Linked DNA regions of Sus scrofa: all the other regions are linked to region 1. Evidence: chromatin contacts called from public Hi-C and promoter capture Hi-C data. All regions are on one chromosome and are shown on one strand. The core of a region is the stretch at or near the end of the contact, and the rest is flanking DNA. Distances in the headings are between cores, read along the strand shown.

Region 1 (3,125 bases), core at 162-2,661:
ATGGTGTGGGTGGAGGAGTACTGTGATGCCACAGCTCCTTAGATGTGGAACTGAGAACGCAGAGGACCTCCTTCTCTCCCACTTAGGGAGCTTTGGTCAAGAGGGATATTGGGAGAATTTCTTTTCTTAGTTTTTGAGGCTAGCAGGATCACACAGCTTTCTTTTTCTTTTTTTTTTTTTTCCCCACACAGCTTTCTAAAACAGAACCAGGGACTGGTGCTCACAAGCAGGAAATGCATCTTAAGTCTGCTCCTTTCTGACTTTTGCCCTGTATCAGGAGTGTACATGAGGCTGGGAGAACTACAGGTTGGCAGTTATGGATTAGAGCAGGACACTGCGAACTTTTTCTGTAAAGGGACAGATGATGTTTTAGACTTTGAAGGCCACATGGTCTCTTTTTACAACTGCTTGATTCTGCCAGTATAGCACAAAAACTCCACAATATATAAGTGAGCACGGTTGTGTTACAATAAGACTTTATGGAGACTGAAATTGAAGTTTCCTGTAATTTTCACTTATCATGAAATATTATTCTTTTGATTTTTTCCCAACCATTTAAACATATAAAACCTGTTCACAAGTTGCACAAAACAGGGTGAAGGCTGGATTTGGCCTGTGGGCCGGAGTTTGAAGACTTTTGATGAGGGTCAGGTCTCTATGTTACCTAAAGAAACTTGGGTCCCCTTGCTCAAAGCTCAGCAAAGCTAATCTAGTGATGCTGGGTTGTGGAGTAGAAACGCACAGTGTTATTTTAGTGCTTAAAAGACGCAAATTTTCCAACGGCTTTTAAGACGACATTAAGGGTGAGGGTCACAGGGCTCATGAACAGGTCGTCGACATTCTTCTGATTAGTTAGTGATGTGACAACAGAAGGAAGTTTCAGGAACCTCAATCGTCGAGAATCTCGGGCTCCAACTAGTCCGTGGTCTATGCGTTTGCGGTCATAAATTGTCATCTAGCGGGGTCTTGCGTGTCTGTAGAAACAACTTTAGAAAGTGCATCCGAATCCCTCAAGGAGAAAATAGGAATCCTGTATCTCTTTATAATTTCTTGCTTGACTGCTTTTTCTCCATGCCTGCTTTTCCATTTTTCTAATCATTAACTGTTGGGATCATTTCTTTGGGACTCAGTGAGACACAGGAGACTAAAGTTTTTTCACAAGAAATGCGAAACAGAGGATCTGTCACTGGAACCCCTCACAGGGTCCAGCTTACTTCACCTGCCGCTTACTAGTTGTGTAATCTCGAACCTCCTAGGGCCTCAGATTCTCTGTCACTTCCTAAGATTGCAGCGCGGTTAGTAAGAGCTGCCGTCTGCTGAAGTGCTTTGTAAAACCGAGAGAGACAAACCACTCTTTTCCGAAGTTAAGGTCACTCAACATGATCAGTTCCGGTCCAGCACCTGGTGCGCAGGCGCGGGGCGGAGGCTGGCGAGAGCCCGCTGAGAAGGGCGGGCCACACAGCGCCGAGCGCGGGGCCGCGTCACGTCAGGGCCAAAGGCGGCCTTGTCGCCCTGGCGACGGTGCCCTGGCGACGGTTTCCCAGCTCCGTACGGCCACCCGCTAAGCCCTCTTCGCGAGAAAGACGGAGGCGAAGAAGATTAAGCCATGTCGGTCTCCCAGTCCTTTTCTGTGGGCGCGTCCTTCTCTGCGGTCGATGGGCTGCCTGAGACTGAAAAGACCGCCGGGGAGTCGGAGAACACCTACATTCTGCGGCCCATTTTCCAGCAAAGGCGGGTAGCGAACGGGATGTTGCGGGGGCGACCCCTGAGACGTCTGCCTCCAACAGGCAGAGCTCGCCTGGTAGCCTGGGCCTTGGGAAGGGGGTGGGGCGGGGGCGGGGCGGGACTGGAGGGGGGCGGGGCTAGAGACGGAGCTTGGGGACAGGGAGAGAGGGGCGCTGTTCTCCTTGAGCTTCTAGCTACAGGGGGCAGCAGAGGATCAGACCTGCAGGTGCAGTGTTAGAGCGCCGGGACCGCCTTAGACTAGTGCGGTGGGTGTTGACTCTGGGAGATTCAGAAAGTGGGCACAAAGGAATCGAGATGGATGGAATAAAGAGAGGGGCAGAAAACAACATTCGGCCATGTTTTGAGGGTTGCTGTGTGCACACATATGCCAGAATGCGCTAACTTCTTTGCAGGGCAGGGGACCTGTCTTAGATAGTATCTAGAGGCCTTTGGCCTGCTACCCCAATACCTTCCCAGAATTAAGGCACAAAGTCTTGTGCAGAGGACAGTTAGTTAGGGCTCTAGGATCCGTCACTAACTTCATTTCCACAGATAAAAATGTAAATTAATAAAAAAAAAAGATTTTCCCAAGCCCCTCCTCTGTTATTTGAAACTACTTCCTGAGTCAAATGCCTGGCAAATACTGCAAGCCAAGAACTTTGGTTACAATGTGGTAAATGTAATAGCAGTTTTCTGGAGAGCAGAAGGGACATTTAAAAAAATGTTCAATTATCTTGGTAAAAGAGTCTAAATGCATAGAATGCCATTCACCTGTGTTTCTGTTGTAAAACAGAACGAGATTAACAACAAATATGTATTATGTAGGAATAGTCCTGTAAGATTATGTGTGACTTGTTTGAAGAAAACTTTTAACATTTTACTGAGAGTGGAAAAGGCTTAAGGGAAGAGCCAGATATAGGATGTTTGTTAATAGGAAGATCATATTTTGAACAGATCAAACCTAGAAATTTGTCCATGATTCTAAAGTTCACCTGTAAGAATGAGCTGGCAAGAGACTGAAGAGAATACTGTTAGAAAGTAATAAGGGGCCACTAGTACTACCAAATACTAAACCACATTATAAGCTCAACATTTAAAACATTTTGGTTGGAGTTCCCATTGTGGCTCAGTGGTTAACGAATCCGACTAGGAACCATAAGGTTGCGGGTTCAATCCCTGGCCTCGCTCAGTGGGTTAAGGATCCGGCATTGCCGTAAGCTGTGGTGTAGGTTGCAGATGCGGCTTGGATCCCGTGTTGCTGTGCCTCTGGCATAGGCCGGCGGGTACAGCTCCAATTCGACCCCTAGCCTGGGAAACTCCATATGCCACAGGAGCGGCCCAAGAAATGGCAAAACGACAAAAAAAAAAAAAAAAAAAAAAAAAAAAAATTCTGGTAATGA
Region 2 (3,248 bases), core at 418-2,917, 350 kb before region 1:
AGCAAAGCCAAGGATCGCAATCTCATGGTTCCTAGTCGGATTCATTAACCACTGAGAGATACTGGCACATTATAAATCAATGATACTTTGATTTAAAAAAATTTAAATATATTACTTGGTTATTGTGGCCTAAACTGGCTCTGAAAATTGACTCATTTTTATTTATTTTTTAGGGCCACACCCCACACCCGTGGCATATGGAGGTTCTCAGGCTAGGGGTGGAATCGGAGCTGTAGCCACCGGCTTACGCCAGAGCCACAGCAACGTGGGATCCGAGCCTCGTCTGCAACCTATACCACAGCTCACAGCAACACCGGATCCTTATCCCACTGAGCAAGACCAGGGATCAAACCGGAAACCTCACTGTTCCTAGTCGGATTCATCTGCACTGCGCCACGACCAGAACTCCCCAAAATGACCCATTTTTAATCACAAAATGCCATTGTTGGAAGAGCCTTTTAGATATCAGTAAGTCGAGTGTTTAAAAATTCTTTTGGGCCTAATAATCCTCTCTTCAAATAAATTTGGGACTTAATATGGAAACACAAAAAAGTAGAACTGGGGAGTTCCCATCGTGGCTCAGGGGTTAAGGAACCTGACTAGTACCAATGAGGATTTGGGTTTGGTCCCTGGCCGAGCTCAGTGGGTTAAGGATCCGGTGTTGCCATGAGCTGTGGTGTAGGTTCCAGACGCAGGTAGGATCCCACGTTGCTGTGGCTGCAGTGTAGGCCAGCGGCTGCAGCTCAGGTTCGACCCTAGCCTGGGAACTTCCATATGCTGCCAGTGCAGTCCTAAAAAGACAAACAAACAAACAAACAAAAGAGCAGAACTGCACTGACTGACAGGTACTAATCTAACACTTTCCTTTTACTGATGGAGAACTCACCTGGTTTTTACTGACTTTCTCTATCAAACGTCATCCCTTTATTGTAATTACTACTGCACATATCCATTTTCCCTACTACACTGCAAGCTCCGCAAGGGCTGGATACACAGCACCTAGCACAGAGCTCCTGCCCACGGACTTGGGCCCAAAGAAGGGTATCAACTCGCTTAACCCAGCCCTGAATCAGAAAGACACCCCAGCCCAATACGGTCTATCAGTAAAATGTTTTTAAAACGAAGCTAGTTGTCCTCCCCTTTCCACGCCTCGCGAACCTCTATAATTCTAGATTGGGATTCTCACACTGAGGCCCTTGCTGGTCCCCTGGTGGTCAGAAGCTTCATGCATCCCAAGAGCATTAAGACGCTTCACGACGGTACTACCTGTACAATGTTTTAGTAATAGTGAGGCCAGTCCCGTTTCAGAACGCCAAAGCCTGACTCTCTAGAGAACCAGAAGCCACGCAATCGGGGCAGCGGATAGGCAAGAGGATTTCGGCCTCTTTCGCTTTTTTTTTTTTTGGCCGCCCCGCCAGGGATCAGATCCGAGCCATAGTTGCCACCTACGCTGCAGCTGCTTGTGACCTTTGTTTTTAACTTTGTGCAGCTCAACCTACAGTTCTAGTGTCGCGAGCCAGGGGAAAGTGAAATACCTCTGCAACCGTGGAAAGGAGAGGACACCGGATCTCAGCCTGCTCCCTACCCGCTCAGCCCTAAATCCCGCCCCCCACCCCGAAGCCCCGCCCCTCCATTTACCAGCGTCGGTGGGGGCCGTGCTGAAGACTGGGTCTGCAGAGGTGAGCCCAGCCACCTCCCAGAGGAAGAGCCAGGCCACGGCCCGGCCGGCTACAGCCGCGGTAGCCAGGACGCCGGAAACGCGCACCTGGGAAGAATGCTCGGGGACCAAATGCGGTCGTGAGAACCTACACAAGCCTTGCTCCGCTCCTAGAGCGCGCTGTCACAGAGTTAGCGACCTGAACGGAAGACTCCCTCCGCGCACGCCTGCTGTCCCGCTCTTGCTCGGCTCCCGGGAGCCTAGGCCCGCGAAAGTTCCGGCCTCGCGGCAGGCAATGGCCCCGCCCCCTCGCCGTCCACGCCCTCGCCCTGCTGGTTGGGGGCGGGGCGAGGAACAGCGCAAGCGCCGTGACATGCGCCCGGGCTGTTGCTTTGGGAATCTCTTGGTGGTCTCAGCCCGACCCGGGTTCCCGCACGTTGTTCAGCTAGTCGGCTAGCCGAGCTCTCTGCGTCTTTCTCCACTTGCAAGTGTTTGCGGATGCGGTCCTCCTGCTGAGGATTTCACCCTACAGTCACGTCTTTGGAGCTATGGCTGTCGCCTTTCTGCAGCGCCAGGCTCTGCCCGGCCCTCAAAATTAAATTTAGAACTCTTCTGTGCAATGCGGTTGGGGAAAACAACCTGCTTGCGGAGGTTTTAGACGTTGGCCTGCAGAAGACGCACTTTCTCTACGTCTCTATGGGTAGGTAAGAACATCAGCCTTGCCCTAATGGGGACGTGGGTAGAAAGAGGGTCGTCTACCTGATGGCAAAACCCGTACACTTTTAAGTTAAGATTTTGCCCGTCATTGATCCCTGGAGAAAGGGATTAATGTCCAGGAAGAAGAGCTGAGTAAATATGTCCTTTGTCTTATGGATTAAATCTATAAGCAAAGTAGAGAGTATCCAATGCAGATTGGAGCAGAACAGAGAGCTCTAGGACAGATGTCTTAAAGAGGGAAAAGATGTCAGAAGATATTACCTACAACTGAAAATAGCAGTGTAAGCATGCTGTTAAGAAATATGGAGATAAATTTTGGAAGAAACGCTTAAAAGAATTGAAACTATTTTCCTATTGGAGAGGGGAAGGGCAGAGGACCACAGTTTTTTATTATACGCCTTATGGAATTATATTACGTTTAAACAGAATACTAACATTACTTAGTAAAAATAAAAGTTTAATTGTAAAAAGAAAAGAGTATAGTCAAAAAACTACATTACTGAATATCATGTGAATACATCTTTTTTTTTTTTTTTTTGTCCTTTTAGGGCTGCACCCTCGGCATATGGAGGTTCCCAGGGTAGGGGTCCAGTCGGAGCTACAGCTGCTGGCCTACTCCACAGCCACAGCAACTCAGGATCTGCGAACTTCAGCATAGCTCAGGGCAACACCATACCCTCAACCCACTGAATAAGGCCATGGATTGAACAACATCCTCATGGATACTAGTCAGATTTGTTTCTGCTGTGCTACAACAGGAACTCCCATCATTTATTAACATAGCTACTTGCTTGAGTGTGTGGAATTTATATTGTGCTCAGTAGGATCTCCCAGAAAATTTACTAACAGAACAGATTTTAGTGAGGTGAACTGG
Region 3 (2,973 bases), core at 167-2,666, 310 kb after region 1:
AGGGAGGAAGTCCCCCTTTGCCTGGGACTCTTTCTACCTGTATACCCAACAGGAAGTGCCCCAGGCCTAAGCCTGTTATAGGCCTCTCCCTGGGCCCCAGGGAAAGAGTAGGGCCAGCCCAGGTTCATAAGCCTCTGGGCTGCTGCTGAGAGATTAGGACTAGAGTTCTCTGCAGTAAAACACTCACTGGATTGGGACCCTGGAAACTCTTCAATCCAGCCTTCTCATTTTGGAAAACAAGGCAACTGATGCCAGAGGGAAGTAATTTTTTATACTGTCAAATGGCAACTCAGCAGTAGCTGAACTACTTAGAATTCGAGACTCCTATTTCAGTGCTCCTCCGATAGGCCTGGTTGACTACATCTCTCAATGCGAACTCCTCCCTTCACCTCTTCTCCCTCTGCTCCACAGGAAGGTTCAAGCAGGACCTCTGGAGGGATGAAGCGGGAGCGGGAGCGGACTAGGGACCGGGGAGAGGGAGGCGTAAACTGGACAGGGCCCCTTAAGGGGGAGGGCCAACCCTTCGGGGCTCCGCCCCCCTGGGGCGGCGCAGGCGCAGGCGGGCTCCAGGAACTCCGGCAGGAGGGCGGGCGCTCCTGGCTCTCGGGCCGGCGCGCGGGGCCGCAGCACCTGCGGGGGCCGGCGCAGGGCGCTGCGCCCGGCGGGCGGACGTTGACGCCCAAAAGCTAGGGCTGGGGGCCGGGACCGGGACGTGGGAGCTGAGCGGGAGAGAACGCGGCCCCGCAGCCCCCTCCCCGGGGGACGGGGCGGAAGGAGGCGGGTGGGGGCCGTTGTAAGCGGGCGCGGAGGGCAGCACCATCTGGAGGGGCGGGACCGCGCGGCCTCTGGGGGGCAGGCGAGTGCGCTGGGCAGTGCCAGCGGGGGGTCCCAGGCGGGGCGCGCAGGAGGAGCGCGGCGGGCTTAGCCCGGCGCTGCCGGAGCAACAGCCGCAGCGGGTCGGGGTTCTTAGCTGGGGCCCGCAGCAGCTTCGCGGGCTGAAGCTCGGCGTGGAGGAGCAGGGGGGCGTGGGTCCGGTCGTGCAGGAGGAGGGCGGGGTGGGCCCGGGGGTGCAGGAGCGGGGCGGCCGGGGCCACGAGCCCAGCCTGGGGTGGTGTGGGGGCCGCCGGACGGCGCGGACTGGAGGAACCCTCCGCGGTGGACGGGCTCCGCGAGCTGGCCTGTGGTGCAGGAGGAGGGGCTGGGGCCCCGCAAGCAACACCAGGAGAAGGGGGGAGGCAGCCCCGCAGTGCAGGAGCGGGGGGAGGCCCGCACCGGGGTGCAGGAACGGGGGGAGGGGAGCCCACGCAGGCTGCTGCAGCAGCCCGAGCAGCTGTCCGAGTTCGGGGACCGCTCCTGGGAGCGCAGAGAGGAGCTTGAAAGTTCCGGAGAGCTGGGGGAGCAGAACTGGGAGAGCTGCGGGCATCTCAGACGGGAGGCAGTGGTCCTCGGAGCAGCCCCGGCACGACGCAGGAGACTGGAGGTGGTGGGGAGGGCCCGGCCAGTGGGGCCCCGGGGGCCTGAGGGAGAGGGACGCCTCGGGGTGCAGGAAGCAAATTGGCTGCCTGGGGTGCAGGAGGGGCAGGTGGTGCGGGCTGTCCAGGAAACATACTTGGACGGAAAGGGGTCTCAGGAGGGAGAAGAGCCCCCTGAGGGACACAGAATCCGGAGGCGCAGGAGGAGGAGAGGTGGTAACCCAGAGGCTGGCTGCTCAGCACCAGGGTCGGGCAGGGCCGAAGTGAGCGAAGAATGTAGGGGTTTGGGGAGTGGGCAGCAGAACCTCGGAGCTTTGGAAGCCACTGTCGGATAGCAGGCAGTGTCCTGCTGGGTCCTTTTCTGCCTCAGCCGGGTCATCATAGAAGCTGTGTCTGAAGAGAGCCAGTGGAAGGCAGCAGGTAAGGAAGCCCAGTTCTCTTCTCAGCTGGAATTATTGTGTTTGGAAGGAGGGGGCTGCAGTTATCTCAGGAGAACGTGGTCTCCAAACTGCCTTTTTTTATTTCTCGGTGTTTAAACCTGGCAAGGAAGGAAGCAGTGCAGTTTTCAACAGCAAGGCAGGACCCCTCCCCCCAGTACTGTATATGCCAACTGGAGTGATGGGACATTTCCTTAGAGTCTAGACTGGTGGCGAGACTGTCTGGGTGGCTGCCAGGCCTGGGCAGAGGAAGAGAGGAGTAGCCCCAGGCTGAGGCTGTAGAGGAGGTAGTCACCCCTTCACCAGTCTACCAGTGGAGGTAGGGGTGCCTCCATGCCATAGCTGGGGTGGTGCAATCAGCACAGGCTGCCTCAGGTCCTCAAAACACGTTCCAAAAAAGGGAAGGGGCAGCATTGCATTATGAGGACCTTATCTTGTAACCCTGTCGGCCACGTGAGCTGAGATATGAGTGTGGCAGCCAGTGACTTGGGCACGAGCCTGACCTGCTCCCGCCACACCTCTTGTCACATTTGATTAATACTGAGGGCCCAGAGCCAAGGATGAATAGTGGGCCAAAGGGCGAAGAGCTGCTGGTGGTGAGGACCACAACCTGAAAGTGTGGGAGAGGAAAGGGTATCTGCAGTGCTCAACTCTGGGCATCCTCTGTGGCTCAGACCCAGCCCACCCCCGTAGAGGTGGCCACATGGACAGCTGTGGCATTATGGGTTCCTTACCAGCCAGGGCCAGCTCCCAGCCCAGCTTAGAGGTGGGGCTTACAGGAGTGGGGGCTAAATTTGGCTTCCTCTTGACCCTCATGGCCTGGATGCCAAGCCTGTTCGCTCCTGCCCCATATGGGCTTGGTCGGCCACTTGTGGGCCTCATCTTCCTAGGGCTGTTCACCTCTTACCTGGCCCTGTCTGGGTTCTTGCTTCTCTAGCCCTGCGGGAGGAGTGGGTGCAGAGTTGCTCTCTGTCTCAGGGCCTTAGCTGAGACCCATCTCTCCCCCAGCCCAAGGAGTGGCTCTGAGTCAGATGGACCCAGACCCCTGTCCCAGCTGGACTGGG
Region 4 (3,148 bases), core at 480-2,979, 390 kb before region 1:
AGCTAAGGATGAAAGGAGTTGCCTTAAATCAATACCCTTAGCAGAAGAACATGAACAAAGCTTTTCATTCACATGCATATTTTTTAAATACACATATATAAAACATGTAGAAGTTATTATAAGTGTGTTTTATAAATGCCGCAGAGCTTCTGGCAAAGTTGACAAGTTCTAACCTGCTTTAAAAATTACTATTCACTGCCTTCATCACAATCTAACTTTATTTAATGTTATTCTTTTGAGTAACCCTACAAAAACAAACCCCCAGAGCAAATTCTTCTACATTTCAATATCCTGCCTACTTACAAGAGCGGAAGAGTCAAACAGAGGAGGGGAAAAAACGTGACGTGCACAACCTTGATCCAAAACACTGCTCGTCGTAGTCTAATTTTAGGCCTAACCATTTTGATTGTCTTTTAACAGAGCTTTAAAAAGAAAACAAAAAACTATAGATCACTTGTAAGACAAAACTGTGATAATTATACCAATGGGAGTTGGCATTATTCATCAAGGAGGAAAGAAATCACGCTCTCACTGTCCAGAGTGTTTCCATTAAAGATAAGAGACAAGGACGGGTACAACCCCACGACAACTGACAACAATGGCAATTGCTTTCCAATCTTCAGTTCTTGGATGACTCTATCTTTAAAGAATTAGTCAAAAAGTTGAGTCCGCTGAGGAATTTTCGGTACCGTTTTGCATGTGTGTGTTATTTTAAAGAAAGCCAAACATGGTGAAAGCTAACCTTCACCTAAGTTACCTAAGGAAGCAAATATTCATCTCCTGGCTGAAGATCAAAGAATCACGAGAAGATACGAAAGCTCAGTTATCAAGCGGAGGCCCTCAAACCCTCGGAAAACTATAGTTTCTACTGATCCGGAATATGGAAGATATCACAGATTACAGTTTAGAAACCAGTAAGGGGACTACAGACAATATGCCTAAGCAATGAAACTGGGATGACCAAAGGTAGCAAGGTGGGGCTGGAACTCGGTAAGAGACAAAAAATCGAGTTAAAAACCCCGAAACGGTGAGTCGAACACTAAAGTAAATGGAGAAAAAGAGAAGGCTGAAACGCGAGGGAAGGGAGATCGACAGAGAGCAGAGATTGGCGCGACACGGTTCAGGGCAGGGCCGGGTCCAGGAAGAGTCAGAACTCACCAGCCTAGCAAGCTTCCCATTTCAGGCTAAAACCGGAGAAGAAAACAGCCCGAGGGCGCAGACAATGAGCCACCGCCCCAAGAGTTGCCGCTCCAGGCACGCAGGTGGCGGCTTCCCGGCCCCGCGCGGGGCAGGTCAGCTGCCCCGGGCCGCTCGCGCCGGCCAGGCCGCGGAGAAGGAAGGAGGAAGGAGAGCGACGGCCCGCGTCCCGGCCTGTCTGCACACTTACCCCAGGCGAGGAAAGGTCCCCGCCCCAGCGAGGAGCCTCCGGCCGAGCTCCTGGCGGGATCAGGAGCCGCCCCGAGCAAGAGAGCGACGCGGGGCGGGGAGGGGAGGGAAGGGGAAGCGGGGCGGGAAGTGGAGCCGCGCTGGAGCGCCGCGGCTTCTACTGCTAGGCCGGGCGGCCGCCGAGCCCCGCGGGCGCCGGGAGGGGAGGGCAGGGAGCCTTCGGCAATGGCGACGGCCCAGGCCAGAGGGGAAGCGGAACAACCGCTGCCGCTGCGCGTGGCCACAACCCTGGGGGAGGGCGACGGCGGGGAGCGGGCAGGGGCGGGGCCGAAGGCGGGAGCTCCACCGGGCGGAGACAGGCACCGCCTCCCAGTGGGCAGGCAAACGCGGAGGCTGCTGGGAGTTGTAGTTTAGAGATGTGTGCCTCTTATCTCTCTTCTTTTCCTCCCTCCCTCCATCTCTAGTATTCTTTTTATTGACAGAGACAGCCAGTGCCTCGTGTAATTCAGCATTGTCTCCACTCAGGTCTGTGCCAACCAAAGACGCTGAAAGACAACTGTTATTATATGAACCTGCTCTAAGACATTTGTTTCTGGGAATTCATCCGTTACCCATTTTGCCCTTTACCTACAACTCTTATTAATGTATTTTGGTGCTAAATTAAGTCGCGCCTCCTTGCAAATTAATGCCTCTGTTTTATTCATGGAGGAGGAGGAGTTCATCAATGTGTTCACTAATTCTACAAATATTTTGGTGTCTAATTTGTACCAGACACTGCTGGGTATCAGGAATACAAGGGTGAACACAAGTCACTTTGTGTAACTTACAAATATGAAAACACAATAATTAAAATAGTGATACCTGGTATGAAGAAAAAACTAGGATGATTTCTTTGGATAAGTTGGCCAGAGAAGGCATCTTTAAGGAGGTGACATTTAAGCTGAGAACAGAAAGAGACAGCCATGAGAAACTCCCAGGAGAAAGCATTACAAGCAGAAGGAGGTGGGGGGGGACTTTCTAAGGTCAGTTAAGAGGGTCTGTGTAACTGGAGTTAGTGCAAGAAGAGTAGCGCAGTGTGAAAAAACACCTGAGGAGACAAGATTCAGGTCAGAGAGGATCCTGAATGACATGGTAAGAAGGCTGGATTTTATTCCAACAAGCTATTAAAGAGCTGTAAGCAGGGAAGGAAGGTTTCCTGGTTTATACTTTAAGGTCACTAGATTGCTACATGGAGAATGGACTCTGGGTTTTCAAGAATAGAAGGGAATGAAGAAAGGAGGCAGTAATCATGACTGTCATAAGAGATAGCAGTGAAAATGGAGAATGGGTATGTTCTTTTGATAGATGTGAAGCAAAAAACTCAACTGATGTGGAAAGTACGAGAGAAAAGATTCAAGGAGCAATATGGCACACTATTAGATAACTTGAAAAACAGCCCCCACTATTAAAAACACATTGCTGGATAAAAGAGAACATCCTTTCAAAGGCATAACTAAGCTTTTAAGAAAGAGAAGTACCTCTGACAGATTTCCAAACTCCCACTCAACCCAAAGGGAGAGCAAGAAATTGGAGGGGTAAGCATGTCAGTGAAGCCAAAGTTGTGTTGAAAGAAACTACTTATCTCAAATCTCCATGGTTTTACTGACTGCACAAGAGACAAGAGACCAAAGACAAGGCCTTGGCCCTGTTCAAGGAGTTGGGACTGCAATCCTGCACAAGGCTGGAAAACTCAAAGGGCTATATGCTCCAAGAATAGACTGGA

Evidence for each region. Promoter capture Hi-C pulls out the DNA fragments that hold promoters and counts their contacts. A called contact is a pair of places that touch in the nucleus more often than the background predicts.
Region 2: a contact with region 1 is called in a promoter capture Hi-C map of liver, with 4 times the contacts expected there. The contact joins the promoter of CEP19 here to the promoter of TCTEX1D2 in region 1. A contact is called at or near these places in 1 of 5 promoter capture datasets (liver) and 1 of 47 Hi-C or Micro-C datasets (liver).
Region 3: a promoter capture Hi-C map of fetal liver shows a contact between it and region 1, with 3 times the contacts expected there. The contact joins the promoter of TNK2 here to the promoter of TCTEX1D2 in region 1. A contact is called at or near these places in 1 of 5 promoter capture datasets (fetal liver), 2 of 47 Hi-C or Micro-C datasets (embryonic fibroblasts and skeletal muscle) and 1 of 2 datasets of contacts at active chromatin or transcription factors (skeletal muscle).
Region 4: a Hi-C map of heart right ventricle shows a contact between it and region 1, with 2.4 times the contacts expected there. The contact joins the promoter of PAK2 here to the promoter of TCTEX1D2 in region 1. A contact is called at or near these places in 1 of 47 Hi-C or Micro-C datasets (heart right ventricle) and 1 of 2 datasets of contacts at active chromatin or transcription factors (alveolar macrophages).

Annotation. Positions count from the first base shown.
Region 1 is chr13:133,773,137-133,776,261 of Sscrofa11.1, forward strand. TCTEX1D2 (tctex1 domain-containing protein 2) reads left to right here and starts at 1,412. Exons shown (of 5, transcript XM_021070165.1): 1 at 1,412-1,731. The coding sequence starts at 1,607.
Region 2 is chr13:133,418,350-133,421,597 of Sscrofa11.1, forward strand. It overlaps CEP19 (centrosomal protein of 19 kDa), which reads left to right and starts at 1,668. Exons shown (of 3, transcript XM_005670114.3): 1 at 1,668-2,357. It overlaps PIGX (phosphatidylinositol-glycan biosynthesis class X protein), which reads right to left and starts at 1,840. Exons shown (of 6, transcript XM_005670119.3): 1 at 1,639-1,840. The coding sequence starts at 1,840.
Region 3 is chr13:134,080,850-134,083,822 of Sscrofa11.1, forward strand. TNK2 (activated CDC42 kinase 1) reads left to right here and starts at 1,417. Exons shown (of 13, transcript XM_021070192.1): 1 at 1,417-1,892. It also overlaps the pseudogene LOC106505774.
Region 4 is chr13:133,381,777-133,384,924 of Sscrofa11.1, forward strand. It overlaps PAK2 (serine/threonine-protein kinase PAK 2), which reads right to left and starts at 1,730. Exons shown (of 16, transcript XR_002337855.1): 1 at 1,388-1,730.